Linked DNA regions of Mus musculus: region 1 is linked to region 2. A link is a contact called in public promoter capture Hi-C data. All regions are on one chromosome and are shown on one strand. Each heading gives the region's core, a stretch centred on a gene start, on an enhancer-like site or on the middle of the called end of the contact. The rest is flanking DNA. Distances are from core to core; before and after follow the strand shown. Region 1 holds the start of Mad2l1bp (MAD2L1 binding protein). Region 2 overlaps Gm46607 (a long non-coding RNA gene).

Region 1 (6,272 bases), core at 3,448-5,947, 330 kb before region 2:
TTTATTTATTTATTATTTTAATAATTAAATTTACATTTATTATAAATATATTTATAATATACTATATTATGAATATACATTTATAATATAGTATTATAAATTCATATTTATAATATAGTATTATATTATAAATACAAAATTAAAATATATAAATATATTATATAATATAAATATAATATGTTTATATGATAAATATTATATATGTGTGTATGTATATGTATATATATACACATACTCACACACACACACATATAAATCAATTGCAGCTGTCTTCAGACACCTCAGAAGAGGGCATCAGATCTTGTTATGGATGGTTGTGAGCCACCATGTGGTTGCTGGTTGCTGGGATTTGAACTTGGGACCTTTAGAAGGTCAGTCAGTGCTCCTAACTGCTGAGCTATCTCTCCAGCCCCAACACTAAGTTTATTTTTAAAAGCTCTCCCCTTGTTATTCTTCTTAAGCACTCTTCTGCACACCTAGACGATCCCCCTGAGTCCTGTTCTGTCCTTTTCATTTTGAGACAGAGTCTTGCTGAGTTATCCATGTTGGCCTTGAACTTGTGCTCCATCTGCCTCAGCCCTCCAACAGGTCGTCACTGTCAGGCCTGGGATTGTCTTGTGTCACTTACATGAAGAAGCTGCCACCATCACATAGTAAGATTTACACATGCACCGTCCTGTTCTGGATTTCTAGCTTTTATTTTATTTATCCATTTCCCACACAGTGCTTGGACTAAGACTCTCGTGCATGCTAGGCAAGCATTCAACCACTGAGCTAGCTCAACACCACACTATTCCCCCCCCTCCTTTGATCTTTACAGAAAGGGGTCTCTGCGCAGCCCTGGCTGTCCTGGATCTTGATCTGTAGACCATTCTGGCCTCAGGCTCAGAGCTCTGGCTACTTCTGCATCCCAACTGCCGGGATTAGTGATGTGAGACACTATGCCTAGCGGCACAGTATTTGTGATTGCGTATGCATGTGAATGGGTTTGTGCGTACGAGTACAGTGTCCTCAGGGGCTAGCAGAGCATGTGCAAGCCCCTGGGAGCTGATTGGGACCCACGTAGAGTGGGTGATGGGAACTGAACCCAGGAACTCTCCATGAGCAGTCTGTACTCTTAACCAGTGAAGCAGCTCTCCAGCCACCCACCACGGTATATTAATTGTGCTGTTACAGGATGTCTTGACGTCTGGTCCCTACTTCGGGAAACTCACTCTAGTCTTGACTTCTATGACCTGGCACTTGTGTCTCCTTCTTCATACTTTTCTCCTTACTTCCCCATATGCCTACCTCTCATATGTCGTCACTCATTGACTGATACAGCTGGTCCAGTAGGTGCTTGCGATGGTTTGTATCTGCTTGGCCCAGGGAGTGGCACTAGCAGAGGGTGCAGCCTGTTGGAGTAGGTGTGTCCCTGTGGGTGTGGGCTTTAAGACTCTCATCCAAGCTGCCTGGAAGCCAGTATTCTGCTAGCAGCCTCCAGATGAAGGTGTTGAACTCTCAGCATCTCCTGCACCAGGCCTCCCTGGGTTGCCATGTTCCCGCCTTGATGATAATGGCCTGAACCTCTGAACCTGTAAGCCCAGCCCCAATTAAATGTTGTCCTTATAAGAGTTGCCTTGGGCATGGTGTCTGCTCACAGCAGTAAAACCCTATCTAAGACAGATCTAAAGTCAGAAACCTGTTCCCCACCCCCTTTCTTTTTTTAAAGAAACTCTGCAGGGCTGATTGAGTGGGTGAAAGCACTTCCTGTTCAAGCCTGATCCCTGGACCCCACGTAAGACAGGATCTCAGTGTGTGTGTGGGCTTGCCTCATGGCCTCCACCCCACCTCCTAAGTGCTGTCCACCGCCTGGCTCTGCTTAGCTGCTGCTGCTTCTTCTTCTTTTTAAGATTTATATATTATTATACATAAGTACACGGTAGCTGTCTTCAGACACACCAGAAGAGGGCGTCAGATCTCATTACGGACGTTTGTGAGCCACCAAGTGGTTGCTGGAATTTGAACTCAGGACCTTTGGAAGAGCAGTCATTGCTCTTAACCGCTGAGCCATCTCGCCAACCCTCTGCTTATCTTCTTGATGGCCACTTTCTATCCCTTCTCCTCTTCAAACCCAATGCTAAATTAAATTATATTCATGAGACATCTGTCTTTTGTTTGTTTTTGTTGTTACACAACAGGGTTTCTCTGTGTAGCCCTGGCTGTCCTGGAACTATTGTAGACCAGGCTTGTCTTGAGCTCTGCGATCTACCTGCCTCTGCCTCCCCTGTGCTGGGACTAAAGGTGTGCACCACCATCTCTACTGGATGGACATCTTTCTAAATATCTCTAGAGTTCACTTAATTTCTCACCACCTGCTGGGATGACCCAAATTCAAGTCTCTTTGAATACACATTTTGGGGCTGGAGAGATGGCTCAGGGGTTAAGAACACCAGCTGCTCTTCCAGAGGTGCTGAGCCTATGACTCCAGCACTTTGGAGATACAGGATGGAGGCTGTGGGGAGATTCCAGGTCAACCTTGATTACATAGGGAGTTCAAGGCTAGCCTGGGCTAAATGAAATCCAGTCTCCAAATACAAAAATGAATAAATATATAAAGCCAAGCACAACTCTTCACAACTATAATCCCAGCCCTTGGGAGGCTGAGCAGGGGATCCTGCAGATGAAGGCCAGCCTGAGCACCATGGCAAGTTTGAGGCAAGCCTGTGCTACGTGAAATTCTCTCTCAATAAACAAATGTCCTTCCTGCTAAAAACATCTGTCTGACTACCGTATGCTATAAATTGTATCGTTTTATAGTGCATACAAATTTTCTATTTTTTTTAAATAAATTTTATTTTATATATATGATGAGTAGCCGTCTTCAGACACACCAGGAGAGGACATCAGATCCTGTTGCAGATGGTTGTGAGCCACCATGTGGTTGCTGGGAACTGAACTCAGGACCTCTGGAAGAGCAGTCAGTGCTCTTAACTGCTGAGCTATCTCTCCGGCCCCAAACTTTTAGAGAAGCCTAATGGCTCAGTAATAGAAAACAAAGGCTTAGTAGGTTCTTGTTTCTTGGGAGTAAATATCAAGTCAGTATATATTTCTACAAGTACATCTATTTTATTAGTATGCAAATTTGATTTGGTCTTTAGTTAGTGATAAAATTGTATGTATGTTGAAAAAAAAATTTTAGGAATCCATTTGCGTGTTTGTTAGTCACTTGGGGTAGGCTGGGGTTTCATTTTTTGTAATGCTGGGAATCAAGCTCAGGATTCATGTACTCTATAAACTGATCCCGTGTCTCCAGTCATGTCAATAGCCAAGTTTAAAATGAACTTCTTTGCCCTGCAGTGGTGGCGCTCGCCTTTAATCTCAGCATTTGGGAGGCAGAGACAGGCATATTTCTGAGTTCGAGGCCAGCCTGGTCTACAGAATGAGTTCTGGACAGCCAGGGCTACACAGAGAAACCCTGTCTTGAAAAACAACAGCAACAACAAAGAACTTATTTATTATCGTTACATGTTTGACCTTATAAACCCCCCCCCTTTTTTTTTTTTGACACAGGGACTCTCAGTATAGCCCTGGATATCCTGGAATTCACTCTGTAGACCAGGCTGGCCTCAAACTCTAGATCTACCTGCCTCTGCCTCCCCAGTGCTGGGATTAAAGCTGATATGACCATACCCAGCCATAACATGTTAATGTACTCGCGTCACTTCCCCATTTGTGTTTGTGAGTGAGCCTGTTACATAGTGGTGTAGAGGGACTCTAGTCTCTCCTTTCACTTTGTGGGTCCTGTTTGAACTCAGGTCATCGAGCTTGGCAGCAAGCTTCCTTATGTCTGTGGCATCTCCCAGGATTCCTTCCTGCCCTACTTTGAAAAAGCTTATTCATCCCCCTATGTGAGATCAAGTTCAAACTTCACTTGGGAATTCCTGTCATGACCTTGATGCCGTTTATCTATTACCACCTTAACAATTCAGGTAGGCCTGGAACTCAGGAACTCTGCCTCCTGAGTGCTGGGATTAAAGGCGTGCACCGCCACTGTCCTGCTAAAAACCTTAACTCTTTATAGTATTATAAGGGTCTATGACGGGCGTGGTGGTGCACGCCTTTAATCCCAGCATTTGGGAGGCAGAGGCAGGTGGATTTCTGAGTTCGAGGCCATCCTGGTCTACAAAGTGAGTTCCAGGACAGCCAGGACTATACAGAGAAACCCTGTCTGGAAAAACCAAAAGAAAAAAAAAAAAGGGTCTATGATTTGCTCAAGAAAGATAACCCAGACTCAAACAGTATGTAAACACAAAGAGTGTTTTATTCTGCAGAAGTCCAACATGCTGGAGTCTCCCATTACCAAGATAGAGAGACCCCGAAGTGAGTTCAAAGGCTGGATTTAAAGCACTATTAAGCGAATTCCAGGGAGGGGTAGGTGAACTTCTAGTTTACTTAATCTTGGCTCTATCTCTAAGGACATTCCAGAATGGGGGGTTGGGGGCGGGGTGGGTGCTGGAAACTATTGCTGAGAAAAAAAAAAAAAAAAAATGAAGGCATCCCCAGCCCCAGGGGACGACTGGGTCGCCTAAGTGGGAGGGGCCAAGAGCTCCCCGGCTTGGGTGTGGTTCAAGTCATCTCCAACCTCCACCATTCAGCGGCTGCGCTGAGTCCCTTCTGGCTGGTAAGAGCCGGAAGTGGAGCTTAAGCTTCCCATGATTCTTTGCGGGGCGTCTATTTTAACCGCAGGACGACTAGGCTGGCAGTCGCGATGGCTGCGTCCGGTGAGGAGGATATGTCCGAACTGTCCCCTGCTGCTGCCCCAAGTAAGGCGTGGGATCCATAACTTGGGGACTCGTTTCTTCCCTGCTGCTACCTCCCCAGATGCATTTAGTGGCTGACGTTTCCTCCGTCGTTCCTTTCTGTCCTTGTTCCTGGTGTCCCAGTCCGCCCTATCTCTGCAAGTCACTCCCTCGCCCTTAAGTGGAATTGTTTTTCCTGCCCTGTCCCCTTGGGTGTTCTGCCCCTGATATTTCATACCGAAACATTAGTCTCAGTCTTCTAAAGCCCCCTTTCCTGTCCCTGATGTCACTTAAATCGTCCCCGGCCAGTATCAGGTTTCCTGTCACCTATGGGAGTGTCTGCTGATGGAGCCTCTGGGAACGCTAAGACTAACGCTGACTTTGACAACCCCTCCCCTTTCTTTACCTTTTCACTTATGGACTAGATTTGGATTGGTATGAGAAGCCGGAAGAAACTCATGCTCCTGAAGTAGATCTTGAGACTGTCATCCCGCCAGCCCAGGAACCTTCCAATCCTGCGGAGCCCTTTTGCCCAAGAGACCTGGTGCCGGTGGTGTTTCCCGGGCCTGTGAGCCAGGAAGACTGCTGCCAGTTTACTTGTGAACTTCTCAAGCATATCCTGTACCAGCGCCATCAGCTCCCTCTGCCCTATGAACAGCTGAAGCACTTCTACCGGAAAGTTCCCCAGGTATGTGCAGGCTTTCTGAGAAAATTGGTGGGAAGACTTTGTGGCTCATAGATGATGGGGAAGTAGAAAAGTGACCTAAGATGTCTTCAGCCTCCCTGCAAGTCTAGGCTTTTGCAGAGCCTTCCTTGCCTCATTTTCTCTGCACTTGGGTCTCTCCCTTTTTTCTCTTGTTCTTTTTCTGAGACTCTTCCTATTACCGGTTGTATGAGGATATTATTAGTTCTTTTTGGAGCTGTACTGATGGTTGTGAGCCATCATGTGATTCCTGGGAATCAAACTCAGGACATTTTCTGCCCGCTCCGGCCCTGCTCACTCTGGCACAAGGGTTTGTTTGTTTGTTTATGGTTTTCTTTGAGACAGGGTTTCTCTGTATAGCCCTGGCTGTCCTAGAACTCACTTTGTACACCAGGCTGGCCTTGAACTCAGAAATCCGCCTGCCTCTGCCTCCCAAGTGCTGGGATTAAAGGCGTGTGCTTATTTATTATATGTAGGTACACTGTAGCTGTCTTCAGACACTCCAGAAGAGGGAGTCAGATCTCATTAGGGATGGTTGTGAGCCACCATGTGGTTGCTGAGATTTGAACTCAGGACCTTTGGAAGAGCAGCAGTTAGTGCTCTTAACTGCTGAGCCATCTCTCCAGCACATGAGTTTGATCTTCTTTAATTAATTTTTTTTTTTCGAGACAGGGTTTCCCTGTATAGCCCTGGCTGTCGTGGAACTCACTTTGTAGACCAGGCTGGCCTCGAACTCAGAAATCTGCCTGCCTCTGCCTCCGCCTCCCAAGTGCTGGGATTAAAGGCGT
Region 2 (5,850 bases), core at 2,815-5,314:
CCCATATTAGAAAAAAAAATTCAAGCAAACCAGGTGTGACTGTGTGTATTTGGAAATAAACCTCTGGTTCTTGGAGGTAGACAGTGAAGATGTGGGGGGCGGGAGGGCAAGGGAGTGTCAATGGGGCTTGCCTAGCTGAAAAACAGTGAGCTCAGATTCAATGAAAGACCCTGTCTCAAGAGAACAAAGCAGAGGGCAAGGGAGGAAGGCCCCGTATGTCTTCCTCTGGCTACAGCACAGGCACGGGCACACATCAGTGAGAGAAGTAGGGTGTACAAAGAACAAACAAACAAACGTGCACGGTAGCATGAGCCCTGGGGAGAGCACGTGACTGGAATTTCAGAAGTTCAAAGTCATATTTAGCAATCTAGTGAGGCTGGGGTTCCATCCTAGGCTACATGAATAAGACCCTGTTCAAAACCAAGTGGACCATTTCACAGGTTCAACCACTGACAGACACCAGGGAAGTCTCTGCTGACTGCAGGGGCATGGGCAGCCAGGCTGGAACTGGCTGCAGCAAGGGCAAGAACAAGTGCAGAGTGAGTGCCCACTGCCCAGTCCAGGCCCCCACTCCGTGCCCTCAGCAGGCCGGCTTCAGTGGCATCTCGCAGGGCCAACTTCTCAGTGCATGAAGTCTTCCCGTAGGATGAGAGGAGGCTTGGGCCTGCTGGACATTAAGTGGGGAAGGATGCTTACTCAGCTTTGTTAAACTCAAGAGTCAGTCTGGCTTCTCTGCTTGAGTGCTTCCTGAGCCAGGGGGCCTGGGGCTAGAAGGAAGGAAATCCCTTTCAGCCAGGAACGCCAGCCAGACCCCTCCTGAAGAGCCCCTCCTCTGGTCGCCACAGCCCCTCACCCACTCTGCAGTATTAGCTGCCCAGGGGCTACCCTTCACCTAAGCAGCTCTTCTGGGGTCCCACACACTCTCTCCATCCCCCCTCTACCCCCAGGACTACATCTGGGTGCCCCCTTCCCCACAATCCATCCGCAGCCGTCAGCTTTGGTTTTTCCAGGCCCCTTTGTCTGGCCCTTTCTGAACCCGTTTGGGGCTCAGCCCAGATCAGCAATTATAAGTACCCACTTTTCCTCTCAGCTCGCACAAGGTGCCTATTGTCCACTGTGCAAAGGAAGAGCATCCATGTTCGTGCTGTGAAGGAGGAAGGGTGTTTACTTACCCAAGGTCGGCTGCACCACCTTGCATGCTGTGCACAACCACACCCCAACACGGGAGGAACACGCACTCCTTGTGGGCCCTGTGGTAGATAAAGCAAACAGAGGTGCAGGGCACAGAATGGCTGCATAGATACAGGACATAGACTGCATAGACAGTGGGACCCTTGAGGTCAGGTTCAGCCATCCTCTGAATCTACCAGCATTGCTTTCAGGACTGCCCCATACCAGTACCCACAGATGCCCAAATGCATTGTGCACAACAAAGACATTTTACATATGACCTAATCAAATACTGTTATCCACCTAAACTACATACAATATCTCATACAACATAAATGCTATGTAAACTGTTATTGTATTGTATTGTTTAGAGAGTAAGAATGAAGGAGTAACACTGTGCAAATCCTTCCGATATTCTAACTGCTGAGCTACCTCTCCAGGCCCCATTTCCCATATTTTAAAATATTGACTGATGGGGTGTATAGCTACAGAACCCAAGGACAGAGAAAGGTGGTGGTGTGGTCCATAGAGGCTACAGCCACCTCTGCTCAGGCCTTCTGAGATTCCCTCCACTCTTTTCTTCCATCTCTTGATTAATCCGCACGCCTGCTCTCCCAGGCAGGGATCACAGCTCCTGGCAGCGAGCTAAGGGCAGGAAACCTGGGTGGCTGGAGGCATCCCTGAGTTCATCCAAGGAGAAAGAGGGATGGAAGCTACCAAGAATCTAACAGAGCAGAGCTGCAGGGCAGACCTGAGGATGCTGCTGGTTGTTGTGTTTTGAGACAAGGTCTCACTATGTGATCCTGGCTGGTTTGACGCTCCCTACAGATACCAGGTTGACTTCAAACTCACGGAGATCTCTGCCTCTGCCTCTGCCTCTGCCTTCCGAATGCTGAGATTAAATGTGTGTGCCACCATGCCTGGTGTTTCTAATATTCTTCATGGGAAAATGAGCTGTGACTTGCTCAAGAACACAGGGTAAATCTCCTGGCCCAGACTGGGGCTTGGGGACTTAGTATGAGGATCAAAGAGTAGGTTGGTCAGATGCTAGGCACATTTCTCATCCTGTAAGCACACACGTGCATACACACCCACATGGAAAGGTCGCATGCACACACACACACACACACACACACACACACCAAACCCTGTGAGTAAACTGGTAAACTGTGACCCGTGATATTAGTGGCACTAGCTGTGCACGTACTAATATCAGTGCAAGTCAGTGCATGCTCAAAACAGCAGAACTATTCTGCCCTACAGACCTGGAAGCCAGAAGGCCAAGTTCAAGCTATTGGCAGGGCCCCACTCCCTCCTCCGCACTTGGGAAGCATCCCATCTGACTCCCTGGTGATAACCACTAGAGCTCAGCGAGGGCTGCATCACCTCAGCCTTCAGGTGGCTCTGTCTGTGTCTGTGTGTCCTTTGTTCTTATGAAGACAACAGTCACTGGGTGTGGTCCCCTTGAATCTGGGGTGACCTTATCTTCAACTGAGTTACACCTACAAGGACCATACCTCCAAACAAGGTCACATTCTAAGCTTTCAGGCGGACATAACTCTGGGCGGGGCACAGAACACCATTCAATCCTCTGTAGCAGTGGCTCTCAGCCTTCCTGATGCTGCGACCCTCTAATACAGTTCCTCATGTTGTGGTGACCCCCAGCCATAAAGTTATTTTCACAGCTACTTCATAACTGCAGTTTTGCTACTATTTTGAATCGTAATATAAATACCTGGTGTGCAGGATGCCCGATGTATGACCCCTGTGAATGTGTCAGATGACACCCACCCCAGGGGTTGCGACCCACCATTTGAGAAGCGATGCACTACAGTTACATTTACAAAGATGACGGAGTAAGAATAGGGACAGCTTTTGTGGGGCGCTATCATTTACCTACTACAAATATATTAGAGGATTGTAAGAGATCCAGAGGGAAAGTAACACAGAATAGGGGTGACTGGGTAGAATAGGGGTGACGACTGGGTAGAATAGGGGTCACTGGATAGAATAGGGGGTTCAGCCTATAGTACTGGTAGGAGGGGTTCAGGAGACGCCCTACTGAGATGATTTGAACAAAGTCCTCGAGAAGTAGAAGGAATGAGCCATTTGGGTGTCTGGGGAAAGGCATCCAGGAGGCAGGAGGAGCCGTGCAAAGGTCCTGAGGCAGGAATATGCCAGACATGAGGCTGGAATAGAGTAAATGAGAGGCAGACGAACAGCAAAACGGGATCTGGCAGGTCTTGCAGGTCCCTATAGGAAGGAACCTGTCTCCTTACAGCACTGTGAGTGAGGATCGCCAGAGCTGAAGAGAAGTAGAGATGCCTGTGTTGTCACGTATCTCTCTGGCTGCTGGTTTGGGCCCAGGCTGCAGGAGGCCATGACTGAGGCTAACTCGGCTTCCAGCTCTCCACCACACCCTGCTGCCTCAGGCAGAAAAGCCTCCACAACTCGCCTGGAAAGGCGCCTCGGGTGCCCTGCCTCCCCTGCTGCTGGACCCCCCGGCCTGCCCGCAGGGTTCAGGTTTCCCCTAGTCAGCTGTACCCACCGAGCTGGGAAACTCGGCTTTCCAGAAACAGTTCGTCATTTTTCCATTCGGAAAACTTTGCTGCTCCCGCCCCTGTCCCCTGCAACCAAAGCTGAGCACGAAGCACGCGGCTATTCTGGAGCTCAGGAGGCCCACGAGCCGGGGCAGGGTGGGTCTCACCTGCTCATAGCTATCCACCACCAAACTATCCCTTTCCACAGCTGGCCATGCTACTTCCTCCTTAGGGATCCTCCCTGCCCTCCACGCGTGCTGTATCATCCATAGATCACACCTACAGCCCGCCCACCTGCTTTAGTCCTCTGCCTTGCTACGTAGGAAGGAGCACGCCCAGGCTGGAGGCCCCGGAGCACCTTGGGAAGAGGGGAGTAGGGCTGAGACTCATGCTCCCACCTTCGCTGCTGAGGTAAGTGAAGAGTTCTCCCATAGTCTTTCTTCCACGGTGTCCCTTGCTCCCTAGCCAATGGGGAACCTCCACATTTGCTGGGCCAGCCGAGTATGCAGAGCCTGAGGTCTGGGGTGATTTCTTTAGGTCCTACCGGATAATAACATTTTCTTTCTCCTCCTGCTCCAGTTTCGCCCTACACTCCTTCTTGAGGTGACCCCAAGATCCAGCTAATTGTTTTCCCCAAAGTGCCTGACCTGCGTGAGACTCAGAGGTCTAGATATGTCACAACCAATCTCCATGTTCCCCCAAAGGACTGTTATTCTCGAGCCCTGTATAAATCTCTGTCCACATGTGACCAGGGGGTCTCTTCATTCGGTCTTGGAAAAAAAAAAAAAAAGAACTAAAATTTGATGGCCATCAAAACCGAACCCCTGTCATTTCTTAAATATGGGACTTGGAGGCACATTCCTAAGTGTCTGAGTCTCCCTGGCTATAAAGTATGGATATGCTTTTCACAGTGCATAACACTGTAGTGATTTAGTTAATATCATGGATGGGGTGAACTCTGTGAATACCCAGAGTTGCCAAGCACCGGAGGTTTGAATGAGAATATCCCACACTGGCTGATATGTATGAATACTTGGTCTCCAGTTGGCGGCGCTGTTTGGGGGCGGTGTAGGGGGTGTGGCCTTGCTGGAGGAGGTGTGTCACTTGGGGCGGGCTTTGAGGTTTCAAAGCCTCCGTGACTTCTCTCTTAGCTCCAGGCTTCCAGTTTAAAGAGGCAAGCCTTCAACTTCAATGGCCATGGCTCTAGTCTGCCTTGGTGGAGTCTTAATCCCCTGGAACCGTAATCCAACATGAACTCTTCCATAAAGTGCTCCGGTCCTGGCGTTTTATCTCAGCAGCGAGAACTAATCAGTACACAGAGCTACGCATCTTGATGAGCCAAACACGGGCCTCTGCTCTCCCTGCAAAAATCTCCAAGGGCTAAGCAGAGGTTTAAGCATGCATTCTTCTAGATATTTCTTGCTTTTATTTTTGAGATTATAAAAACAATTACATCATCGCCCCCTTCCCTTTCCTCCCTCCAAATACTATGTCCTCAGCATCTCTGGGCTGCCTGGGTAAGGATGCTTTGTGTAAGGATGGGGCCTGTGGCTTTCCCCATCGACTTTGCCTATTGAAGCTGCCCTATTCAGCTCCCGTGTAGGCTGTCATGTTTGTGAGACTTTATGGCTGTAGCCTCTGACAAGGCTATGCCTGCAATGTTCCCGGAGCCTTAGGTGCAGGAGTTGTTTTGTAGATGTTTCCACTGGGACTGAGCTCCACAGCTCTGCATTTTGATTGATTGATTGATTTTGATTGATTGCTCTTTAGAATAACAGTGTAGGGATCAGTTAGAGGCGATCAGTTTTGTTGTTGTTGTTGTTGTTGGAGTTTTTTGTTTGTTTTGTTTTGTAATAGTCTCAGTTGCAAAGAGTTTTTCTCCTGAGCAGTGAGGACTACACTGGTATCTGGTGATCTGGAGCTAGGAGCCCCTGATGGGAGAGAACAGTCAACATTTGTCTTTCAGGGTCTCACTCAATATGATCTTTGCTAGAGCCATCCATTTACTGCCTAGACCCTGGGCAAGTGTGGGGCAAGCGGACCGTGGACCAGACGGAAGAACTGGTAAGGTTGAAGCAGGTTGAAAAACCCCGGTAAATCTCATGATTGAAAACAGCAGGCAGTGGAACCAGCTCCCCGT

What was found. Promoter capture Hi-C pulls out the DNA fragments that hold promoters and counts their contacts.
Region 1: a contact with region 2 is called in a promoter capture Hi-C map of embryonic stem cells, with 4 times the contacts expected there. The contact joins the promoter of Mad2l1bp here to the enhancer-like site in region 2. A contact is called at or near these places in 4 of 39 promoter capture datasets (the 3T3-L1 cell line, the HPC-7 cell line, cranial neural crest and 1 more), 2 of 484 Hi-C or Micro-C datasets (the C2C12 cell line and nephron progenitors), 14 of 115 datasets of contacts at active chromatin or transcription factors (the SCID.adh cell line, acute myeloid leukemia, astrocytes and 9 more) and 1 of 9 other capture datasets (adipose tissue).

The regions. Positions count from the first base shown.
Region 1 is chr17:46,151,976-46,158,247 of GRCm38.p6, reverse strand. Mad2l1bp (MAD2L1 binding protein) reads left to right here and starts at 4,697. Exons shown (of 3, transcript NM_025649.3): 1 at 4,697-4,805; 2 at 5,207-5,469. The coding sequence starts at 4,751.
Region 2 is chr17:45,820,480-45,826,329 of GRCm38.p6, reverse strand. Gm46607 (a long non-coding RNA gene) reads right to left here. Exons shown (of 3, transcript XR_001782269.2): 2 at 1,173-1,250; 3 at 670-767. Gm35692 (a long non-coding RNA gene) reads left to right here. Exons shown (of 3, transcript XR_876833.1): 2 at 3,452-4,121; 3 at 4,290-4,455. Among named protein-coding and RNA genes, the nearest start is that of Gm35692, 5.5 kb to the left of the region's middle. Within about 2 kb of position 4,064, at least 8 of the 459 cell types and tissues checked have an H3K27ac peak or open chromatin away from gene starts, as enhancers often do. A contact at or near this core is called in embryonic stem cells, where this site is marked.